Linked DNA regions of Sus scrofa: region 2 is linked to region 1. A link is a contact called in public HiChIP or PLAC-seq data. All regions are on one chromosome and are shown on one strand. Each heading gives the region's core, a stretch centred on a gene start, on an enhancer-like site or on the middle of the called end of the contact. The rest is flanking DNA. Distances are from core to core; before and after follow the strand shown.

Region 1 (6,621 bases), core at 369-2,868:
ATCACAACATTGTAAATCAATCATTCTTCAATAAAACTTAAAAAAAAAATGGAGGAGCAAGGCAACAACAAACTGGACTATGAGTAATTATATCCTGCACTAACCTGTTATGCAGGGATACCAAGTTGCTACTCAGAAGTGACTACTACTCACAGGGGAAGGAGTAAGGTTTAAATGGGAGAAATATTTCATAGGCACTGGAGCAGGGAGGCAGGGTGGGAGGAAGAGTTGACAGAGGAAAAAACGGCTAACAATTCCCCACTCAGCTTTCACTCTTTGTATTGTTCCAGAAAGGAATACCGGGCCTCAGTTTTCATGCTTTGTAGTGTTCAAGGGAAAGGATGCTGAATCTGCTTTATTTGGGCCTTGTGGTAGCACCTTAAATTTAACTCCTTCTTCAGTTAATATCTTCTTCAAAAAACAAGTGTTGAGATTGACCATACACTTTAAAGAGTTAAATACATTTTTAAAGCACACCATGCACTTCTGGAGTACTTAAATATCCTCCCAGGGAAAATCACTCAGCAAGAAGTTCTTGATCATGGACTATGTACTCTCAATTACTCTGAACACAGCAGAACAGAAAGGAGCAAGACTAACATCCGTGAAGCAACAATTCACAATGCCAGAAGAACTCTAATTAAATTCCAACTATGTGACAACACCTAAATATCTGCTTTTATCCCAGGAGGTTGGTAGAGGTGAGAGGCAGGGCATATTCTAGGACATAGTCTCACGCAATTAAAAATCAAGACGAGATAAGGGATGGGTTCTTGTCCTATACAGTCCTTATCTGAGTACATCTATCTGTCAAGGGTAAACAAAGTAAGGTAGGGGAAGGAAGAGGGTACAGTAGGTAGAGGGAAGATCCTTTCAGAAAACAGGAGTTGCCTTGCATCTGTTTCCTTACTTTCAGGCAGCAAATATTTATTTAAACCTTCACTATGTTCGAAGTACAACCTGCTGTTTTCCCTTTTTTCTCCAAATATTCTTCTCCTCCCCGCCCCCCTCCCACTACTGGTTCAGTCTGAGCAGAGTTACACAGTTACAGCATCATCCGCACATCGCCTGAAGCACAAGGGCACTAGGGTTTCCGAACTGCGTTCCGAACCCTTCACCTGAAACATGTCCTATAAATTCAACGGAGGACAGAAAAACAGCATGAATTACGGCAGCGCCCAGCAAGAAGCCTTTTTTCAAAGAGGAACATTCAGGAATCTCTCCCCAGAATGGCTCCTGGGGCTCAAGCGCCTTTCTCAGTCCTGTCTTTCAACCGCACCCGCCTCGGCCCGCCCGTCCCCTCTGCCAGCGGAGCCAGCGTCCTCCCGCCGCGCCTACCTCCCTCTCCGTCAGGTTTTTGTCGGGCCCCAGCAGGTAGGGGGTCAGGAAGGGCTCAGACGGCCTGAGGCTGGCGAAGAAGCCGTAGGCGCAGATCAGCGCGGTGGGCAAGAACCAGCATTCGCGCGGGACCCGAGCCGTGCGCAGGAGCACGGTTGCGGCCGCCGCCGCCGCCCGCCGGGACACCGGGCCGGGCACATCCATCCGGGGCGCGAGGGACGGGGACCCGGCCCCTTCCTGCTCCTTTTCGTCTTCCACCAACTGGAGTCAGGTTGAAGCACTGCCCCAGTGCGGGCACCTGCGATCGTAAGTGTTTCCTCCTCCCGGCAGGGCCAAGCACTTCTGGGATGGCCGCCTCCGACCGCAGAACCTCTCAGCTTTTCCTGGCAGCAGGATCTTCACGTGTCGCCGCCCGCAGCGCCACGGAAAACCTGACACTCCCGAAGACCCACCTTCCGCCACCGCCTCCCCGCTGGGAGCCAATCACAGCGGACGTAGGGCATTGGCTTCTCTTCTATTGGTCACAAGCTGGGAGCCCGGGGCGGTGGCGGTGGCTGCAACACGCCTGGCGGCTGACGTCCTCTGGTTCGGGCGCCGAGGACTTGGAGGACTCAGCTCCTAACGCGACTGCTTGTGGTTTCGGCGCGCGACGGTCAGGCGGCGATCGGCCCGCCCACGCTGGAGGTCGGCTCGGTCATGCTCAGTGCAGCAGCTCACCTTTCCGGAGTGCTCCATGTGGGCTTTATCCCCACGGAGAGGAAAACGCTGTTCCAGTCTTCTCTCTCATTTTTAAACGCAGTCCCTCTCTGGACGTCCGCTCACATTCTCCTCAAGCGGCCAGCGCGGGGCAAAGATTTAACCTTGAGGCGGAAGAATGCTCTATTTTTCTTCCAGCGGCTTTCAGTCTGTAGATTGTATTCATCTGCAGTAAAAAGACATGGGAAGCCTGGAACCTAAGCAGTTCAGGGCGTTTACCAAAAGACCGAGCTGGAAAACGATAAAATACTGTGAAAAGAATGAATGAGCTAGTCACTTAACAGAAGGACCATGATGGAGTTCTAATTAAGGGTATTAGCTTTATTTCATTACTTTTTGTAAGCGGGGTACAAAGAAAGTAAACATAATTGTAGATATATCCTGTGTTTAAAGGGTAAGGGGGAAATCCCGAGTCATTAAAGCAACAGCAAAGTATCACCTCTTTATTAAAAAAAAAAAGTCTTGGCATAGTTTTCAAGGGCAAAGCTTGAAAATACCCAGGGTTTGCTTTCACTTCTCTCTTTTTCTGCCTGACTCAGCTTGACGGTATCCCAGTCCTTTCACTGCAGACCAAGCTGCACCAAAAGCAATTTCTCCTGTGCAGTATTTGTAGAGTACAGATACTGCCAGAAGCTCACAGAAAACATTTTGAACTGTTTTGCTTTATGTATATCACGAATCATCTCAAATTCCCTTCTGAGTCAGCAAATGACCCTTTTTGCAAAGAGGATACTTTTTGCTATCAGCCACAAAAAATGACTCTCTCTACCACATGGAAGGACATACCAGTAAAGGGAATGGAGATTTGTTTCTAAGACTGTGCAGTGAATGCACTGAAATGTGTGAGTTGATTAATCACTGAAGGAATGAAGTTGTTGGTATTTGCATCTATCAGTGGGCCTCAAAGTGTGGTTCAGGAAGCCCTAGGGATTTGTGGGATCTTTTCAGAATTCCACGATGTCAAACTACTTTCATAATAATACTAGGACTTTACTTTCTTTTGCCCTCTGGAGACTACCTGATGTGTGATGACATCCCTCTAAAGGATAAGAGAATATGTGTTTGTAAATTTTTGTGTTTAGAAACTTTCCAAATGAATTTCTAATATGGCACTACCAGTAGGTATAACTCACAAAAATAAAGAGTCTTTATGGGCCCTAAATAACAGGAAGTCTTGAGGCCTCAAAGTAAGAACTTGTAATCTGCATAATACAATTATCTAGTCCCCTAAAACACTAGTGGTCCTCTTGGCAATTTCTTTGCCTTTGGATTTGCATTCAGTGCTTTAGTAGAAAAGGAGGAGTTTCTGTTGTAGCTCAGTGGTAACAAACCCAACTAGTATCTATGAGGATGTGGGTTTGATCCCTGGCTCTGCTCAGTGGATTAAAAGATCTGGTGTTGCTGTGGCTGTGGTGTAGACAGGCAGCTGCAGTTCTGATTCGATCCCTAGCCTGGGAAATTCCATATGATGCGGGTGTAGCCCAAAAAGCCAAAAAGCGAGAGAGCGAGAGAGAGAGAGAGAGAGAGAGAGAGAGAAAGAAAAACAAAAGAGGCCTCAGAAAGAGAAGTGCACTTATTAAAAACAGCTTTCCATCCCTTCCCTGAATCTTGGAGACCTAAATTATGTTAATCTGTGAATCATTGGTTCTGAAATATTTTCCTTGGTATAAATCACTTAAGCACCTCAACTTCTCTTTGCAATGTTGGGCATTAACAATAATTGTTCTTGAATTAGGAAAAAACTTTTTAAAACATTATTTTCTCTAAGAGGTCATGGAATAGTTCTGAGAATGACCCCCAGTGAGCCTTGCCTTGTGTAATCCCCTCCCTTTTGAGTGTGGAGTGGAATCCCTGAATTTAATGAGATAATACAACTGTTTGTTACACTGTGTGGCAAACGTGAGATTATCCAGGTGGGCCCAATGTAATCACAGGAGCCCTTTAAAAGCAGAGAATTATCTCCTGCTGGTAACAAACGAGGCAAAGATGTTTGAAAAAGGAGAAAGCTATGTCACACTGTTGCTCCAGGAGGCTGTGTGCCAAAGATGTGGGCACCCTGTGGCAGTTGAGGCTGACTCTTGGCTGACAGCCAGCAAGGAACTGGGGATTTCAGTCCTATAATCACAGGGAACTGCTTTCTGCTCCAAACCTAAACAAACTTGGAAGTGGCTTCTTCCAAAGAGCCTCCAGATTAGAGCGCATCACAGCCAACATCTTAATTTCCGCCTGTCAAGTTCTAAGAAGAGAAAGCGCCCAAGCCCACCTGGATTTCTGATTTACAGAACCGTGAGTTAAGTTGTTATAATTTTTTAAGCAGCTAAGTTTGGGGTAGTTTGTTATACAGCCATAGGAAACTAATACAGAGGTAAATAGAATATATTTTTTAAATTAAAGTAATATTCACGCAGTGCGAGATTTCTCATTAACTGTATTTAAGTGTACAATTCCGTGACATTAGTACATTCACAGTGCTGTGCAACCATCACTTCTCTCTAGTTCTAAGAAATTTCATCACCTCAAAGGAAACTTGGACCTGTTAGGAAATCACTGTCTATTCTCCCCTCCCACCACCCCCAGCAAACACTAATATGCTTTCTGCCTCTGTAGATACCTATGCTGAATGTTTTGTACCAAGGGAATTGTACAATATGTGCCTTTTTGCTTCTGCCTTCTTTCAAGGTTTTCAAGGTTCACCAACATTGTGGCATGTATCAGTACTCCATTCTTTTTACAGCTGAAAAAAATCCCACTTTATGTATATAACACATTTTGATTGTCCATTGATCAATTAATGGACTTTTGGATATTTTCCCCTGTTTTTGGCTATGTGAATAGTGCTGCTATGAACATTTGTATGTAAGTTTTTGAATACCTGGTTTTAATTATTTGGGGTATATAGGAGTGGAATTGCCAGATCACTTTATAATTCTGTTCAAATGTTTGAGGAACTGCCAAACTTTTCTCTAGAACCTAATCCATTTAACATTCCCCCAGCAATGTAATGAGGATTCCAATTCTCCACATCTTTGCCAGCACTTGTTATTGTCTATTTCCTTTTTAAAAATATCTATCCTAGGGGTGTGGAATGCTGTCATTTGTGGTTTTGATTTGCATTTCCCTAATGACTAATGTATGTTAGCCATTTGTATATCATCTTTGGAGAAATGTCTCTTCAAGTCTTTTGCCCACTTTGTAGTTGTATCATTTATCTTTTTCTTGTTGAATTGTTAGAATGCTCTATATATAGGGGGAATTTTCAGAACCAATGATTTGGGATAGTAGAGCCTTGTCCGATGTATGATGTGCAAATATTTTTGCCTATTCTGTAGGGGTAAATAGAACATTGAGAGACGTTTTTCTTTATACAAATGTTGTCAACAATGATTCAAATTAGCAACTTTTTGACTTTACAATGTGTGAAAGCAATAAGCATTCAGTAGAAATCTTGGTATTTTGAGCTTTTCTGGGACTATCCATGTGTGATACGATGCTGCCTTGTGATGCTGGGCAGCTGCTGCAGCCACACCTCCAAGTCAGCCATGATTGTGAGGATGAAAACCAACACTTAGAACCATTCTGTACCCATACAACCACTCTGTTGTTCATTTTCAGTACAGTATTTAATAAATGGCATGAGATAGTCAACACTTTTATTTAAAAATAGGCCTGTGTTGGATGATTTTGCCCAGTAGGCTAAAATAAATGTACTGGGCATGTTTAAGGTAGACTAGTCTAACCCGTGCTGTTTAGTAGGTTAGATATATTAAATGTGTTTTCAACTTAGGATATTTTCAAGTTAGAATGAGTTTATTAGAATATAACTATCGTAAGTCAAGGAAGATTTCATCTATCTATACACACACACACATTTGTGTGTGTGTCAGCATGAAGGAATGTGTGTTTTGCAAAAAGTCAAATTATATTACGCATTCTTTTAAATCTTGCTTTTTCTTACTCAGGAATAATTCATGGAAAACAGTCCATAAGGTTAAGCTCTAATTCTTTCTAATGTTCCATTATGTGGGTGTTCTAATATTTATTCAACCATTCTCATTTATGATCACTCACTCTGTTTTTTAGTTCTTTGGTCACTACCAGCAATGCTTCAACTAACATCCTTGTACTGTATATGTCTATGTATTGTTTTCATCTTATGGGATTTATTCATAGGAGTGGGTTAACTTGATCAGAGTTAATACGTTTTTATTTTAATAGGCATTGTTCAGTCAACTTTCCATAAAAGCTATAGCAACTTACATTTCTACTAGCCACTTATAAGGGTATTCTTTTTGCACTGCATACTCGCCAACAATAGGTGTAATCAGGCTTTAAAGTTTTTGCTAGTCTGATAGGTGAAAATCATTGGTTTTCAACCTGTAATGATTTTGCCCCACCCCCATCCCCACAACATCTGGCAGAGTCTAGAGATATTTTTGACTGTCATAACAGTACATCATTGTTGGGGGGTAGGAGCTACTAGCTTATAGTGGCCAGGAAATTCTGCTAAATATCCTAAAATACTCAAGG
Region 2 (7,429 bases), core at 2,549-5,048, 200 kb after region 1:
GTTGAGAAGTGAATTGAAACTTCATGCTGACTTATGAAATGTTTACGGAAAGGTAACAATATTGTGCAAGCATAGCCTTCTGATCAAAACTTCTCATTTCTCAGAATGGCTAGTATCATTTTGCCCCAACCAACTTCCATAAACAATAACAGCCTCAGTAACTTTACATGGAAAGAAACAAAGAAGTGAAACAGGCTTACCGAACTGACACTGGGGCCCGTAGTACCCTGCATCACAGTTGCAGGTATAATTGTTGATGACTTCCACACATTGTCCATGGCCACTGCATGACCTGGGCTGACAAGAAGCTTTAAGAGGATCAAAAATAAAGCATTGAAAGGTGAATAAATTTTTAGTTCTTTCAGATATAGATAACTTTTGACTGTGACTCTTTCAATAAACAGGAAAAGTTTATTTCTACATTTACAGCATTTTTGCATAAAAACCATAGTTAAATTTTTTATTTATGTAATATATTTGCCATACAGCCACAGACATTTGTTTTGAGAACGAATTTACTGATGCTAACACTCTATAACATTTAGGGGAAACTTAGTAACATACACTGAAACTTGAAATTTTTTGCTTTTACTGTAGTAAGTAGGTTAAATGATGACCTAACCCCAATCATTTCTGCAGTATGCTTGGTAATCCCTTTCTTTAGAGGAAGTACTGAATTAAGATTAGAGAGTTTTAACTTGCCAAAGTAGTAGCAAGTCCAAGGTATAAGAGACCAAATGAACAATGTTTTACTGTTAAAATATGACCTGGAAAAATACAGATGGCTTTGGAACTGCTATAATTATCTCAACAGAAATTTTCATACCCCACAGATAATGAAACACTGCAGTGTTTCAAAATATAGAATTATATAAGATTAGGCCAAGAAGGAAGCCCATAGCACCAAGCCACCAAGTAAACAAGGAGGAAACAGGTGACATGAATCTGAGCTCTTGGCTGAGCTCATCTCTCTGCTTTCAGGAACTCCGACTGTCTAGTTCTGCCTCTTTTCTTTCTACACATATTTATCATCTTGTTGTAAATCGATCAGGGGTAGAGATTTAGAGTACAGGGCCCAGCCTCACAGACCAAAACTGCTCAGAAGTGACACGATTCTGTCTTAGAGGATTGAACCCTTCCTTCCCTTCCCTCTGCCCTTCCTGACAGCAGAACCTTTTGGTCACTTCCTACCTGTGTAACAGAGGGCTCTCTTGGCTTTGTGGCAGGCATCATCATTCCACTTCCCGGAGTCTTTGCTCCTTTTGATGTAGATCTCCACACAGTCCTCCTTAGTCTTCCTGTTGTTGGGCTCCCCATCGCCCCAGTTTTCCGCCTCTTCGGTGAGAGATTTGTTGGTTCCCACCCAAGTCCATACCCCTTCCACCTTCCGGATTCCTATCCAGTAGTAACTACGACTGAAGGGAAGCGTCTTATTCAGGTATTCAATCTCCCCCTTGTTTTGTATGGCAACCAAATCTGTGTAATTTTCTTGACAGAACTTCCTAGCCTTCATCCAGTTCATGGGTTTTTCAGAATAGTGGTAAGTCCAGCAATCAGTTCCATGATATGCAAAAAAATCTGAAAGACATCAGTGTAAACTTTGTAGATTCAGTTACAGCTGAAAAGAACCCAGAACTCGGGCAGGATGAGCCAGCCACTTAGAGATGAGGAAGCTGAGAATTACCTTTTTGAGGCCCTGGGACCAGTCATTTGCAGATTTAAAGTAGAACCTAGACCCTTTTGGTCCTAATAACTTTCCACCATAATATAGAAAACTTTTGCTCAGAGCTCTGTTTTAGAGAATTTGGCAGCTTTCTAGATTTATTTTCATAATTTTTTTCTCAAAATTTAAGTAAAATTGAACAAACATATTTAAGAAATTCATATTTATCTTAGTTGCTTTCAACATTTAAAATTAATTAAGTATAATATCATATAACTTTAAAATTTACTGTCTGCTCTTTTATTCTGAGATAATTTCCTAAAGAGCAACATTCATGTTGCTAAGGGAGAAGCAAAATAAGGACAGAAATAATGGCACACTTTTAAGTAATCTTTTTTATATGAAAAAGACAATGTTTTACCATAGGAAGAGCTACTCCTGAGAAAGTATACAGCCCAAGACCTACAGATCTAGCTAAAAAAGAAAAAAGAACAATTTACAAAACCAAATGATGTCGTATTATGAAATTGATGATGGTGTTTAATAATCTTAAGGGTGCTTCAAATATGAGGGCTTTGAAGAAACCGGAACAAACACATAATCATACAATGACACCATAGTAAGATATGCCATCTAAGCATGGTATGATCTATGTGAAACACTATTATGCCATAAGGTAAAAGTTTTCACAGCCAACACCATTTACTGAGTTTTCACTGTGTAGTACAAATATTATGGAGAAATTCCAAAGAAAACATAGATCCAATTTTTATAATTTCCCTATGATTCTCGGAAAGGAATAACAGAGGCAAAGAAAACATAATCTTGATCGAATTAAACATATTAAAAATATACAGAGAACTGGGAAACAGTTACAATTGATGAGTAAAGAATGTCATAAAATAAACCCTGCAGTGGGGGATGGGGCGAGGTTAGGAGGTTTTTGGGGAAGTATTAAAGGTGAGAGGAGGAAAAGAGATGTTCAGAGAAAGGGTAAAATTAACAGCTATCTGCCTAATAATTTTACCTGTGACTATGTACACCCAGTGGATATTTACCAAAAAGATGAACATAAATATTTTTAAAAGCTTAGCAATAATCAAATATCATAACGTACCACAACAAAGCATAGTCAGGACCCACAACTTGAAGACATTCCATAAGCCCCTCTGAGCACTGTGACATTTCCATGGAAATATCTGCAAATAAAATACAAAATTATACTCAGATTTATACGCTAAATCACAATTTTATGGCACTTTGAGGCAGTGCCTACAACTTTCTTAAAGTTCAAAGTATAACATATGCTTACTAACCCTGTCTAAAATAAGAGATTTCTCAAATGTGTGTAGAATTAAATTTGCCTCAAAATGGATTCAGAGTTGTTTTTTTCATATTTTAGCCTCAAGTTGTTAATTGTTACTTTTCTGATGTAGTCTACATTTTAGGGTTTTTTTGGTATCTATTTTTCTGTTGAGCTATTTGGTATATAGTATGCATATTTCTAAGTGTGCATTGGCCCTTAATGAACTATTGATGTTTAGATTTACTGCTAAAAATCTCACACTTGACTGTGATGGGTCAATGCTCCAAAAACCAAAAAGAATTAGGTAACCAAACAGATGTTACTCAAAAAAAAAAAAGGAGTTCCTTTTTTTTCAACTAACAAGAAACACATTTTGAGCAACTCAAATTATAAGACCACAAGTTTTTCTTCACAGCTTAAAACCATATTTTCTGAAGTGTATCACTTCTCAGGTAACCCCCAAGAATTTTAGTGACAAGAGTGCTCATTTCAACAAGATAAAAGTACTTCAAGAACCTCACCAGAGATAAGCCAAAGAGAACGAATCATCATAACTAAGAAGAGAGATTTTTGGAGCACATTTTAGACTCAATATTTTTAGTTTTCTCTTTTTAAACCCCCCAAATAAAATGTGTTTCTTCTTGTCCTTTGCCACCTGCCTCTGCAATCCCAAGAAGATATTCTGTTTGAGCATCTGGAAATCCTTTAGGCTGAAAAGCTTACCATGGCTTTGGTTGGCCCTTCTCTAATGCTTCCGTAGAATTTCAGCCTCTCAGCTCAGCACCAGGGGCCTCCGGGTCCTTGCCCAAGGCTGAGTGTGCAGGGAGACTGCTCACTGTCTCCAGAAAGTCTTACTTTCTTTTATTTCTCTAACCAAGCCTCACATCCTTCCCCTCCCTTGCTCCCTCCCCTTCCCCCACCTCTTCTGCTCCTCTTTCCCCACCCCTTTCCTAACACCTCCCCTGAGAAAAACAGTTACTGACCAAGGGTATTATTGCTACATTCTCCATTCTTCTCTCTTTCCCCCTCCCTCCTTTCCTTCATATCTTCCTTTCATCCTCCTCCTCCTCCTCTCATCTTCTACCTCTTCCTCCTTCTCCTTCTTCCTCCGTCTCCCTCTGTCTTTGTCTCTCCCTCTCTCCTATCTTTTTATCAATATTAAGCTAACTCCTGGCCATCCATGGTAGAGAACCCCTGATAACTGCAAGCACCACACAATCAAAACAATATTTCCAACAAATTTATAAGGTCTGTTAAACTTCAATAGAGCTAACCCAACAAACTGGATTAATGTCAGCTCCTTCTCCTCCCTCTTTCCTTGCTCACCCCCTAGTGGATGTTCTTGTTAATAGCGCCTCCTGAAGGTGAGCACTGAAGAGAGCAAAGCAGCTCTAGCTCTAGCTTTTCGCCATAGCAGGTCTCAAGGCCTACAAATACCTTCACATTTCTGGAGTATAAAATGTAAAGGAGATAGTTTGCATATAAAATTAGAATCTGGGAGTTCCCGTCATGGCTCAGTCGTTAAGGAACCCAACTAGTATCCCAGGATGCAGGTTTGATCCCTGGCCTTGCTCAGTGGGTTAAGGATCTGGCGTTGCCATGAGCTGTGGTATAGGTCCCAGATGTGGCTCAGATCCTGTGTTGCTGTGGCTGTTGTATAGGCCGGAAGCTGTAGCTCTGATTCAACCCCTAGTCTGGAACCTCCATATGCCATGGGTGTGGCCCTAAAGACTAAAATTAAATGAAATTAAATTAAAATCCATATTATGAAGGCAATGGAAAGGAAGAGCTACTAACATAATCCTACTTGCATTTTTAAAAATATAATAACAACAATAGCTCAACACCCCAGGTTTATTACCTTAATCTTTATAAAGCTTAGCTACTTCTGCTTACCAGTGGATACCATTATTATCTCCATTTTAAAAAGTCTCAGAGAGGTTAAGAAAGTTGCCCTAGTCACTGAGCTAGCAAGAGACACAGTTGAGGTTTTGAACCAGGGCCCATCAGTTCTGAAAACTGTGCTCTTGATTAAGCTGTACTTATGGAAGGAGCTTAGGAGACACAATGAGATGGGGACCAAGCCAGAGCCAAGAAGACTTGGAAGTATCAATGCTCTTGCAACAACCCCGAAACATTTCTAGACGTGTATTTCGAAGTCCTTTCCTTCAATTCTCTTTTGTCCCATCAGTTTCCCCCCACACCCATTTCCTGAGACCACTGTTGCTAAGGCCCTCCACTTCACCAAAGCCAAAGCCAGTTATCTGCTCTCATCTTATTTAACCAGTCAGTTCCTGGATTTCCTCCTGCTTCACTGACTAGTTCTTTTCTCTTTCACTTGTCGATTCCTCCTCTCTCCAACCACCAGGACTTTGGAGTGTTTCAGTGCTCACTGCTTTTCTCCCCTTATTTACTCTCACAGACTTAATGATCCAATCCAGGCTCTTAATGCTGATTACCATCGAAATGATGATGACTCTCAAATTTCTATTTCCAGTCAGGCCATCCCCCTGCCCTGGGAATGTTCCCCATTCCCAGTCAATGGGAATATCTCCATTTAGTTACTTAACAAGCCTCTCGAACTGTACATGTACCAAAGTGAATTTCCAAATCTCCTCCAAACCTGGCGGGCTCTTCTCAAAGCCTTTCTGATCTCAGTAAATTATAACCCATTCTTCCCATTAGTTAAGCCAAAGCTTTTAGAGGTAACCGGGACTCCTTTCTTCTTCTCACAATGCACATCCAATATGTCAGCAAATGTTTTTGGCTTTACCATCAAAATATTTTCAGCATTCAATCACTTCTATTCTATGACTCATCCAAGCCACCATCATCTCTCACCTATATTATTATTGCAAAAGCCTCCCATCTTGACTCCATATTTCTACTCTTTTCCTCTTATGGCCAGTTTTCACCAAAATAACTTAAGTGATTCAGTTAAAATATATATCCTTCAGAAGCCCCACCAAAAACAAAATTGACCCCAGCTGGGTGAATTCTTCACCCACTGAAGAGTCTTTACTGGAGGGGCCCCTTACAATAGGTTAACAATAAGATTAAGAGAACAAACAAGAGGAAATAAGACACCTAGAGACTAGTAATACAGGAAGCTACTGCATTCCCTGGGACTGAAGATTCAAGGGGAGAAGATAGTGCATCAGAACCCAGTGAGGACAGAGACCCTAAAGGAGAAGTTACCCATCAAGAGCTGTAGAGCAGGAAGGATGCAGAATCTTCCAGAAACAGCACCAAAGCAAGGAAAGAGGAGTTAAGAAATGCCCTCGTCACTTTCTCTTCTTTCTCAGTCTCCAGTCTCCTGCAGGGGTCTGTTCTTAGTCAAACCAATTGAAAACCAGCCCACCAGTGACTGGGTGATGCAGTCTGCAAATGTCAGCCCCCAGGACACTGAGCAGGGCAGAGTGGGTATGGATGCTAGGTGACGGCTGGGCAGGGGAGAAGATAATAAGCACAGTGGAACATAAGTCAGACCACGACATTCTTCTGTTCAAAACCCTCCAGTGGCTTCTCATCCCACTCAGAGTAAAATCTAAAGTCCTTCAGATTTAGAGTATAAGTCCCTCTGATCACCTTTCATCTTCTAGACAATTCACCCAAGTCACTGTCTCCTGACCTGACCTTTCTTTCCTTCCCAAATTCTTCCTTGTCATCCTCTGGAATTCCTGCTGCACAATCAACAAACTCCAGTATACGCTCCAGTTCCTCTCCAGACTTTCCTCTACCTCCTGCATTAACAGGAACCTGGCCTCCTGAGAATATCGCTTCCCCTGCAGATCTTTCAAAGTGATAATGTTTATTCTTTCACACTCCACACACCTCAGGGTTGGAAAGCAGAGTTGATTGTTCTCCTTTATGATAAGTACCTCTTACCAATCTTATTTTTCCAGCTTCTTGTTAAAAAATGAAAGAAAAAATAAAATAACTCTTCTTCTTTGAGGCGCATGACATTGAGATATACTGTCTTCTTACAGTTCTCATTGCAATGACTCACCAGCCCCTCATGCACTGATCACCGGCACCCAGCTCCTGGACTCCCTCTTCCTTTAAGCGACTCCTGTAATCCTGTGCGGCTTCACCATCCAGGTGTGCAACCCCTCCCACAGCTTGGATTCCCAGCTCTCCAGCATTCTCCTCCACTCAGCTTCAGCTACCTTCTCTCCTGGACATAGCCTTAATCTTGACATCATCCAAACTGTATCAACTCTAAAATCACATAATCAAGCATCCCACTCTTTAATCAAACTCTATTCTTACAGATTTAAAAAAATTATTAGACCGTATTTGATTTACAATGTTATGCCAATTTCTGCTATAGAGAAAAGTGACCCAGTCATACATATATATTATACATTCCCTTTCCTATATTATCTTCCATCACACTCTATCCTATGAGACTGGATATAATTCCTTGTGCTATACAATAGGATCTCATTCTTTATCGA

Evidence for each region. HiChIP or PLAC-seq counts read pairs in DNA pulled down with a chosen protein or histone mark.
Region 2: an H3K27ac HiChIP or PLAC-seq map of alveolar macrophages shows a contact between it and region 1. The contact joins the promoter of SELL here to the promoter of SLC19A2 in region 1. A contact is called at or near these places in 2 of 5 promoter capture datasets (fetal skeletal muscle and liver) and 1 of 2 datasets of contacts at active chromatin or transcription factors (alveolar macrophages).

What each region holds. Positions count from the first base shown.
Region 1 is chr4:81,505,218-81,511,838 of Sscrofa11.1, reverse strand. It overlaps SLC19A2 (solute carrier family 19 member 2), which reads right to left and starts at 1,618. Exons shown (of 6, transcript NM_001142667.1): 1 at 1,339-1,618. The coding sequence starts at 1,542.
Region 2 is chr4:81,302,784-81,310,212 of Sscrofa11.1, reverse strand. It overlaps SELL (selectin L), which reads right to left and starts at 3,798. Exons shown (of 9, transcript NM_001112678.1): 1 at 3,693-3,798; 2 at 2,781-2,862; 3 at 1,192-1,578; 4 at 201-308. The coding sequence starts at 3,695.